3 separate regions of the Callithrix jacchus genome follow, and all the other regions are linked to region 3. Evidence: chromatin contacts called from public Hi-C data. All regions are on one chromosome and are shown on one strand. Each heading gives the region's core, a stretch centred on a gene start, on an enhancer-like site or on the middle of the called end of the contact. The rest is flanking DNA. Distances are from core to core; before and after follow the strand shown.

The links. A called contact is a pair of places that touch in the nucleus more often than the background predicts.
Region 1: a contact with region 3 is called in a Hi-C map of skeletal muscle, with 5 times the contacts expected there. The contact joins the promoter of MET here to the enhancer-like site in region 3. A contact is called at or near these places in 3 of 3 Hi-C or Micro-C datasets (induced pluripotent stem cells and skeletal muscle).
Region 2: a Hi-C map of skeletal muscle shows a contact between it and region 3, with 17 times the contacts expected there. The contact joins two enhancer-like sites. A contact is called at or near these places in 3 of 3 Hi-C or Micro-C datasets (induced pluripotent stem cells and skeletal muscle).

Annotation. Positions count from the first base shown.
Region 1 is chr11:87,253,658-87,256,814 of calJac240_pri, reverse strand. MET (MET proto-oncogene, receptor tyrosine kinase) reads right to left here and starts at 1,338. Exons shown (of 21, transcript XM_078343250.1): 1 at 933-1,338. The region is part of intron 1 of LOC128928430 (a long non-coding RNA gene); the gene reads left to right.
Region 2 is chr11:87,168,009-87,171,141 of calJac240_pri, reverse strand. The region is part of intron 2 of LOC128928430 (a long non-coding RNA gene); the gene reads left to right. Among named protein-coding and RNA genes, the nearest start is that of CAV1, 64 kb to the right of the region's middle. Within about 2 kb of position 1,526, at least 1 of the 16 cell types and tissues checked has an H3K27ac peak or open chromatin away from gene starts, as enhancers often do. A contact at or near this core is called in skeletal muscle, where this site is marked.
Region 3 is chr11:87,385,795-87,389,172 of calJac240_pri, reverse strand. No RefSeq gene overlaps it. Among named protein-coding and RNA genes, the nearest start is that of CAPZA2, 54 kb to the left of the region's middle. Within about 2 kb of position 1,997, at least 6 of the 16 cell types and tissues checked have an H3K27ac peak or open chromatin away from gene starts, as enhancers often do. A contact at or near this core is called in skeletal muscle, where this site is marked.

The DNA.
Region 1 (3,157 bases), core at 89-2,588, 130 kb after region 3:
CTATATTGTCTCCAATGTCAGTTTTTACAATCCTCTCACATTCATGGACCATCTTAACATAGCAATTAAAGTATCTTGATTATTTTGCCTAAGAGAGCTGACAATATTTCATTCTGCCTGAGGGCTCCTTTGAACATAAAACCGTGATAAGGTAAAATACACTGGGCAACTATTCACGCATGAGCCACTGGAGCCCTCTCCAACTGCCAAATTAGCAAATGGTTCTTTTAAAACATAAAAGAAATGAATGGGAAACAGTACCTCGGAGTAAATTTTGCATTGACAATAGTCAGGGAAAGTACTTCACTGGTGCTTTAATTATCGGGTTAGCACTATGACTGACAACATTGCCCAGCCTCTGGTTATAATCTATTTCACCTAATGAGATAGATGGCCTCCACAAGCCCCATAAAGAGATAAGGTACCATGGAAAATGGATGGATCACAAGCCCCGCGTGATTGCCAGAAATGAAAAATTCAGACTTTCACAGAAACACCTGCCCCTTGGAAGGACCCCAACATAATACAGATAAAGCAAGGCTGGGAACAAGGAAACAGCTCGGCTCAAACCTTGCCGACTGCATCACGGTGGGACGAGGATGACCGGATCCCTTTTGTAAGGGCTGAGTCAGATCCTAGCTTTAAAACTTGCTGGGCCGTAACAGTCACACATCACCCGCTGTCCCAGCGCCCCTCTCCCTCCTAAGTCACACAGGTGGCCATCAGAAGCAACCCTCTAAAACGACAAGCCCCATTCTCGTTTCGCCCTCCTCCTGGCCATGTCTCTTCAGTTTCCGAAGCTCCTAAACTCTCTCCTACCTCCGTGGTTTTGCCCCCTGGAACAGCAGTCAGGTCTCTTAGGGGAACAAAGAAAGCAGAACCGCCGGGACCAGGAGTCGGGTGCGGGATCTGAAGAGGGGCTGTAGTTTTACCTTGCGGTGCCCAGGAACCCGTGGAGAAGTCAGCGGCGCAGGGACCACCCGCGCGCTCCGCGCCTCCCCGCCTCCTCGCAGCAAGTCAGCTGTCGCCCCGCATCTGGCTCGCGCCCTTCACTCGGCTCCGCATTTGCTCACAAAGCGCTCGGGGCGCCGCGGGAGGCGAGGGCCTTCGGGTCACCTGCGGCCCGGCGGAGCCCAGCGCCCCGCCCGCCGGCCGCTCTCCCTCCGCCCCTTCCCACACGCGCGCTGCCCGGCCAGTGACTCAGCCGGGCATCGGCGCGCGCGGCCCGCGGCGGCCCGGGCGCGTCGGGGCGGGAGGCACCTCCAGGCGACCAGACCAGGGCGCTCGCCCCCCCGCCCCAGCACGTGTCTGTCTGCCTCGCGCGCTGTCGGTCAGCCTAGTCCGCGGGTTCCAAGGACCGCTGAGATGCGGACTGGCACCACCCAGAGGGAAATCGGCCCCCGCCCTTCCTGCCGTCCGCGCCGCGCCTGGCCCCGCGGGGGTCGCGTTTCCTCCCCGCCCCTGCCCCGCCCACGACAAGGTGAAACTTTCTAGGTGGAGAACTTTTCTCGCCCTGGCTGCGCGCTCTCCTCCCCCAGCTCAGGCGGTCTGAAGTTAGCTCAGCAAGAGATAAGCGGGACCGAGTCTCCCCCTCCTGGCGCTTGGGCGGCGAGTGTCACCCGGCGCGCAGAGGCAGGGTGCGCACCCTCCTGGCACCCCGCGCGCTGGCCCCGGGAAGGGCGCGAACTCTGCTCTCGGCCTCTCCCACGTCTCCGCTAACCGCCCGGCATCCACCGGGTATAGAGAGATTTGGGCACGGCAGAAACAAGGAGTTCATTGTTAGAGGCGGAGGTAGGAGTGGATGGACGAATTGTCCCAATAATTTCATTATGCACCGATTATCCTCTACTATAATAACTCAGATTTCTGCAAGGAAGAACAACACAGGAGTTTCACCCCGAGGAGACTTCCATTTCTTCAACTTTTTTTTTCTTAGCCGGAAGCAGGCTGATTAAATAACTGAGCAAATAGCGATGAGCAAGCAAAACAGAACAAAAGTTTAATTCTTGAATGTTGAAATCTTATGATGATATTTAAAAAAGAGCTTTTGGGGCCTTGGTGAACTCTATTAGGATTGTGTTGGGATAATTTTATATTTCGTTATAAAAGTTGACACTGACCTACAAGAGTAAATGAACACTCGAAGGTAATAGGATCTAAGGAATGAGCATTGCCAGTTAGAACTTGAGTTCGTTCTGGCTCTCATGCAGGCTTGTTCAATCATGGCAATAGTTAATGAGACGTGGATCTATCTCTTCGTTATTGAAAGTAATGGGTGAAAATAACAGTTACTATGCAGGTTCAGGTCTTATTCACTACAGAATTAAAGATAGAAAAATATAGTAAGAGTAAATACCATTTCTCAAGAGCTTACTATGTGCCAGACATTATCAGAGGTTATATAAGAGTGATCCCAGGCTTCACGCTGGTAATACCAGCAATTTGGGAGGCTGAGGCGGGCGGATTGCCTGAGGTCAGGAGTTCCAGACCAGTCTGGCTAACTTGGTGTAATCCCGTCTTTACTAAAAATACAAAAAAATTAGCCGGGCGTGGTGGTGTGTGCCTGTAATCCCAGCTATTTGGGAGGCTGAGGTAGGAGAATTGCTTGAACCAGGGAGGTGGAGGTTGCAGTGAGCCGAGATCACGCCACTGCACTCCAGCCTGGGCGACAAAGCGAGACTCTGTCTCAAAAACAAACAAGCAAACAACAACAACAACAACAACAAAAAACCACGAGTGATTTCAATTCTCAAAAGTGATTAACCTTGTGATTCCCCAATTTTATGGAAAAGGAAATTTCCCATTACATTACTAAAGTCTTGCATTGAACCATTTTGCAGATGAAGAAACTGAGTTTCTAAGAGAGAGTCACATGGCTGGTTAGTAAGAGGGGCAAGGCTAGAACTTAGCTCTCAGCTCAGTCCAGTGTCCTTCACACCATATCAAGAGGGCCGGGCAGGCTACATAAGCAAGGCAGCCCTACTGGAGATTTCCCGATACTGCATGGCATAATTTATCAATGACTATAGCTCATTAAAAAACACTAATTTACTGATTACGAGACACTGGGACTATTTATGGACAGATCAGTTACAGATTTTGGGTTCAGTAACAGCTTTCAATAAAAGTTGGATAAATTAAAGCATTTAAAAATTTA
Region 2 (3,133 bases), core at 277-2,776, 220 kb after region 3:
CCTCAAACGGTGGAATGATAAATGCAATAAGCCAATTTTCTGTAGGTTTTCTTGATTTGTGAGAGAGAGGCAGACTGGAGGGTGTGATTTGAGGACAGATGCTGCCCTTTCTAATATGAGCAGCAACATCCTAGACGATGCTTGTCCTCCTAGAAACCGTGCTTGTGTGTTGAAGACGTAACTTGTAGATGCTGTAGGGAGAGTTCTTGTTAAATACTGAAAAGTGGCTGTCATACAGGCTTCCAATCTGATTTGTCAACGTGAAAAATGTGGAGGGCAGTGGGGAGGCTTCGGGAGGAAGGAAGAGAGAGAGAGAATTGATTTTGTTTTTCCCTAAAGGAGAGGAAGTTCCCAGGGAACCTCTGCCTTTGTGGTTGTTCTTGTGTGCCTCAAAAAACTTAGGCAAGATAACCCATCCTACTCCACTGGGGAGCAGAGAGGAAGAATCATTGTTTCCAAGAGTTGATGCACTCAGAGCATCCACTGGGCTTTTTGTCAGGCCAGAAATAAGCAAGTGCGCGGCTGCAGGAGGTAGTGAGGCCACTGGTTCGGGGGTGGGGGAGAGCCTGCTCCTGATGAAATGACTGTCCTAAACTGCCCCAGAACTGAGGTATTTCACTTAGCACAAGATCCTCAAGGTTCACCTATGTCATAGCATGTATCAGAATATATGTTGATGTGGTCTGGCTGTGTCCCTACCCAAATCTCATCTTGAATTGTAACTCCCACAATTTCCACATGTGTTGGGAGGGGCCCAGTGGGAGGTAATTGAATCATAGGGGCAGGTATTTTCTGTGCTGTTTTCATGAGAATGAATAAATCTCATGAGATCCAATGGTTCTATAAGGGAGAGTTTCCCTGCACGAGCTCACTCTTGCTGCAGTCATGTAGGAAGTAAGCACCTTTCACCTTCCGCCATGATTGTGAAGCCTCCTTAGCCATGTGGAACTGTAAGCCTATTAAACTTCTTTTGTTATTGTTGTTGTTGTTCTAATGCCTTTTCTTTTTTTAGTTTACTTTAAGTTCTGGGATACATGTGCAGGTTTGTAACATAGGTATACATGCACACTATTGTTTGTTATGTTTATTGCAGCACTATTTAGAATAGCAAAGACTTGGAACCAACCCAAATGCCCATTAATGACAGACTGAATAAATATGGTGTATATATATATATACCCACACACCATGGAATACTAGGATACTAGGCAGCCATACAAAAGAATGAGGCAGGGTCTGGGGGCTGTGGGGGCTGGGGTCCTGCCTTGCTCTTGCAGTTTCTTGTCTTCTTTCACTTTATCCTTCTCTGGGGTGGAGTCTAACCTTGAGACCCTGACTTCCTGCTCATTGATGTTCCTAAAGATAACTCCTGCCTGCATTGATTTCCTGGACTGTCTGTTCCAGTTAGAGCTAACAACTGTTCTGGATTACCAGGGCTGTCCTGGTTTCAGCTCTCAAAGTCCTGTATCCTGGGAAATACCTCAGTCCTGGGGCAGTTTAGGACAGTTTGCACCCTCTCTGTTACCACCCTCTGTCAGTGTTTCCTTTGTGTTTAACCCTTCAAGTCCTGTCCAGTGGCCCTCAGTGGCAGGGGCGATCCTGGTCAGGGTGCCAACTCTATAGCCTATCCCCAGAGCATACCTACAACAACTGATAGGGGAGGACGGGGAGGACGAGAAAAAGCTAAGAATTTGGAAGGCATTGAAATTCAAAACTGGAAAGTCAAGAAGAGGAAACTGGGTGCTAAGAACCAGCATTTAAGAACTGTGCTGATATTTTTATGTGAATGAACTCAATCCTTGCAATCGTATAAATTAGACACTATAATGATCACCATTTTACAGATGAGAATACTGAGATAGAGAGAGAGAGAAGAGGTAATTGTTTATACTGGACTTCGAGCTCAAACCATCTGATAGTAACTCAGTGGCCCTCGGAGCTTGAAAACAGACTGATACCTGGTCCTATGCCTAGAAACCCTAATGTAATTGGCTTAGGATATGGCCTGGGCAATGGGATTCTTATAAAATCCCCAGGTGATTTTAATGTGTACCTGGGGTTTTGGAACCACCATAGTTTATGAACCTGGCTTTCTAATAGCTCCTGAATTCTACCTTTCATGAAGGTGAAAGTTCAGAAGGCAGGCAGAGCTGGGGAAGTCAGGAACTAAAAGTAAGGTGGGCAGCAGTGAGAAAAGGTTCCCGGGTGGTTGCTGTGAGTACGACTGTGTGCTGTTGCTTCCTTCTTTTTGCTACTGACCATGAATAAATCAGAGAGGTTTAGATATACATGGTCAGGACGAATGCCCCTGGACAGTCTGTTACCTCTTGACATCGGTTCCAGCTGTCATGTCCTCTGCGCACATGAGGCTGGGTGTGCCCGACTTTGTACCTGTCCTTTGCATCTGGGCTAGATCAACATTGAGCCCTGGCCCCTTCTGGAATTCTTGTCTTATAAAAGTTACCCTGCCTTAAGAAAAAGACCTTTTTCATCCAACTCCATGCCTTTACCCTGCGAAAAGAGCCAGACCCAGAACCTAGATTTAGAGGTTTTACTTGAGATGGGAAAAGTTTACCATGTCCTTGGGGAAAATGTATTAGTTATACATGCCTACATGAGTTATGTATAAGCCTGTTTACCATTCTTATGTAGGTAATTCCTCTTGTTATTTCTCCAGAGAACCTCTACAAACCTCTTTCTTCTACTAAGAAAGTAGAAACCTCCACACTTTGCGTGGTTCACGCAACCATCCATTAACATTGATTTTTAGGCAAAACAATGGAATCCACCAGGCCCCTAGTGCCACAACCTCTTCTCACAACTCTGGACCTGCAAACCAAATATTGTATAGTGCTCCCAGAACATGGCCTATCTATAATTAAGAAAATCAGGTGTCACAAAGATCTAACTTCAGGCAAATTGACTAAGACTCCAATTCCTGTCAGTGGATGCAGGAGTTTCAGAGAAACTTCATTCTTCTTTTGGGGTCAAACTTAAAAGAAGTTTGAAGATGCAATCAATTTCGGATTTCCAGTCACTTTGTTTCCTAAAAAGTTAGAGTTTGTTTTGATAATTCTTGATAGAAATACAGGGATAGATTCATTTTTTCTTTCTTGGTCTTTGTTGGCCAGGA
Region 3 (3,378 bases), core at 748-3,247:
GCAGCACTTGGCATAAAGATTATAATCTTTGGCCTTCCTGTTGTAAGATTTATAACTGTGACCTTAGGCTCTATTTCTTTTGGAGTGTAGTCACTTTAAGTTACCAGTGATTATTGCTTTGAGTTACTAGGTCAGCGTGAATCGCCTAATATAATGTCAGTTTCGTGCTTACCAAGGGCTGGGCGGTATTAGGGACACGAAACAAAGTGAATTTTAATGTCCGCAGAAGGCAGTGCTCTGATATATGAGCCACCTCAGTAACAATGAATTTCCATGGCAGGAGATTTCAACACCAGTTCTTAACCTCTTCCATGTTCTCCATCTTTTAATTCATGAAATATTATGAGTTCATATTTAATTAGGTGAAATAATCTGAAACTAACCATTAAAAGGGAGGAAAAGGACGAGTTACAAGCTAGCTTTTCCTTAGGGCTAACCTTTTCCTGGGATGACAAAAAGAAAGAGTTGTATGAAGGATGAGGCAAAGCTGAACTCAATGCCCTCCAATTCTGTGAACGCACCTTGATCTAGAAGCTGAAATGAAGCCTTCCTCCCACTGTAGTTCAAAAATGAAGATTCATGTTAATACCCGGGTGGCAAACAACAAAAGCAGTGTAAGTTTAGTTTTTACTATTCAAACATTGCCTACTTTCAACAATAAGTCACTGCAGTGTAAGAAACCAGACCCTTCTTTGATACACTACATTTAAATGTGTTGTCAACACTAGATGGCACTCAAGGGTTGCTTTTCTAGCATGTTCCTCCCGTTCCAAAGTCCTTTGCCATCAATTACCTCCTTTAAAAAGAGCAAACATGCTATTTAAACAAAAGGTCCCTTAGTTGCTTTGTAGTTCTGTTTTTGTATTTATAGTCATGTAATCAATATGTTGGAAGAGTAATTAATTTTTAACCTCAACCTATAGGGAGATCAAATGTTAGTGGAGTTAATGGATAGAACAGGCTTCATTATTCTAAAGTAACACTGATGATAAAGCTGGGAAGAAAGTTGAGGGTTGTAAACAATCATGCCATCAAATACAATCAAACAAAGCAATAGTGCAACGTGATTATGGGATGCTGACCTCTTGCCAATCTCCTTCAATACAACTGTTGTTTCTGTTTTAGTTATCTAGACGCTCCTGTGTGATTGAAATAGTCTCCTAGTTGACCTTTTAAGATATTTCCTCTTCCAATTATTGCTGTTAGAGTTATTATTCCAAATAATAGTTCTGATTTTGTTGCCCCTCTGTTTTGAAAGCCTCTCCTTTTTCCCCATTTCCTAACACCTTAGAGTGTTATTAAAGGGGCGTCTTGATTCGGGTGCTCTCTACACTCCCGGAGCTTGCACCCTAGTTTTTATAGTCTCGATCCGCAATATCTCTGTAGTGCTTACTGTGCGCCAGCCCGTGGGCTGTGTTCCTCCAGGAGAGAGAACTAAATGCACAGTATTGCAGCACGTCCATGGGCATGAAGTGTTCTGGGTGGACTTGCTCCCGGAAAGGGGTGTGTTGGCGCCGCCAGAGCTCAGGGGCTGGCAGCCCAAAATAACAAAAAACTCATCTTCTTTTATTCTGATTATATTTTCCTATTACTCGACCCTATCCCTGAATTTCCAAACCTGCTTCCCCAGATCATGAGGAAATAAGAGAATCATTCTCTTATAGGTGGGGAGTGGGGAGGCTTATAGTCAATTGTACACCAAGGCTCTTCATCAACAGACACATTACTATTTTTCCGAAATATTATTATATTCAAATTAATATATCTTGTTCCTTAACCATGCTTGTACTTTTCTGACTTCTTTGCCAATATGATCCACTCTGTGGAGAATGTCCTTTTCTTACCTATCTCTCTGGGCCCAATTCAGAAGCATCTTCTTTCACCACACAACCTTCCTCAACCCCTTCTATTATAAGGAAGGTTCATAAAGTGTGTTGACTCAGGCTTTCCCCCTCCTTCTTGAGGGGCAGGAAGCCATCTGGACCACAAGGTGACCTTGAGGATAGAAGGCATGCCTTGGCATGGTGGAGTAGAAGGATGGGAGCCTGGGTCCCTGCCAACATCTTGCAGCCTCTATACCAGCCCCCAACTGCCCATCCTCCAACCTGTTTTGTGTAAGAGAAAAAATCTCATCTCCTGTAAGGTACAGTTGTTTTGGGATTTTCTGAACCTAATTCTGATATACACACTCTAGATTAATTGTGGGTTATTGCTTTTTTTGCTTTTAGGGACTGTCTCTAATTATGATAATGATAAATGCTTTCGTCCAAGTGTTAGCACTGGATGTTTAAAGGGGACAGGTAAATAAAGATTGCAAAATTTTCCCTCTTTAAAATAGAAGACAGTAGTGGATAAAATTTGTATAATTTAGGATGCAAACTTTAGAACAATTTGAATGAAATGAAATTCCGAAGAACAGAGGACTTGTCATTTGGGATTGCTAGTTGTGATCTATAATGATTTGATATTGTATGATCTTTGCTCACTCAATACATTCAGAGCGGGCCTAGATAAATTGAGCAAAGGAAGTGTTAGTTTTTTATTCCTTTGGTATACAGTGGCTCAGTTGTCTTTTTTTTAGAACCAGAGATTAATTATATTTACATCGTGGGAGTTGGTGAGGAGGGAGATAATTTTTTAAAAAATGAAGAAAAAAACATTTGTTGGTATCTTTAATAGGCTAGAAGCAAAATGTACATAATTTTAGAAAAATCAGTCAGGTGCAGTGGCTCACGCCTGTAATCCTAGCACTTTGGAAGGTTAAGGTGGGAAGATCACTTGAAGCCAGGAGTTCAAGACCAACCTGGCCAACATGGCAAAACACGATCTCTAGTAAAAATACAAAAATTAGCTGGGGGTGGTAGCACGCATCTGTAATCCCAGCCACTCAGGTGGCTGAGGCACAAGAATCGCTTGAACCAGAGAGGCGGAGGTTGCAGTGAGCCTAGTCTGGGCAATAGAGTATGACTCAATCTCCAAAAAAAAAAAAAAAATTTAGCTGGGCGTGGTGGTGTGTACCTGTAATCCCAGCTACTTGGGAGGCTGAGGCAGGAGAACTGCTTGAACGCAAGAGGTGGAGGCTGCAGTGAGCCATGATGGAGCCATTGCATTCCAGCCTGGGGGACAGAGTGATAACCTAGCATTTTATGGGCTCTTCAGTCTCACCTTTCTGACTTCTACACACTGTAGTGCCCTAAGGCTGTATCCTTGGCTCTTTCTGGCATCTATCCCTAGATAGCCTCCAGGTTCCATGGCTTCATACCACCAAATGTTGATAGTTTTATTGTTTATCTGTCATCTTTCTCTTTTTTCTGCTTTTTTTCCCTTTCTCCTTTTCTCCCTTTTTTCTTCCCTCTCCCTGCCTTTTGTCTGTCTTTC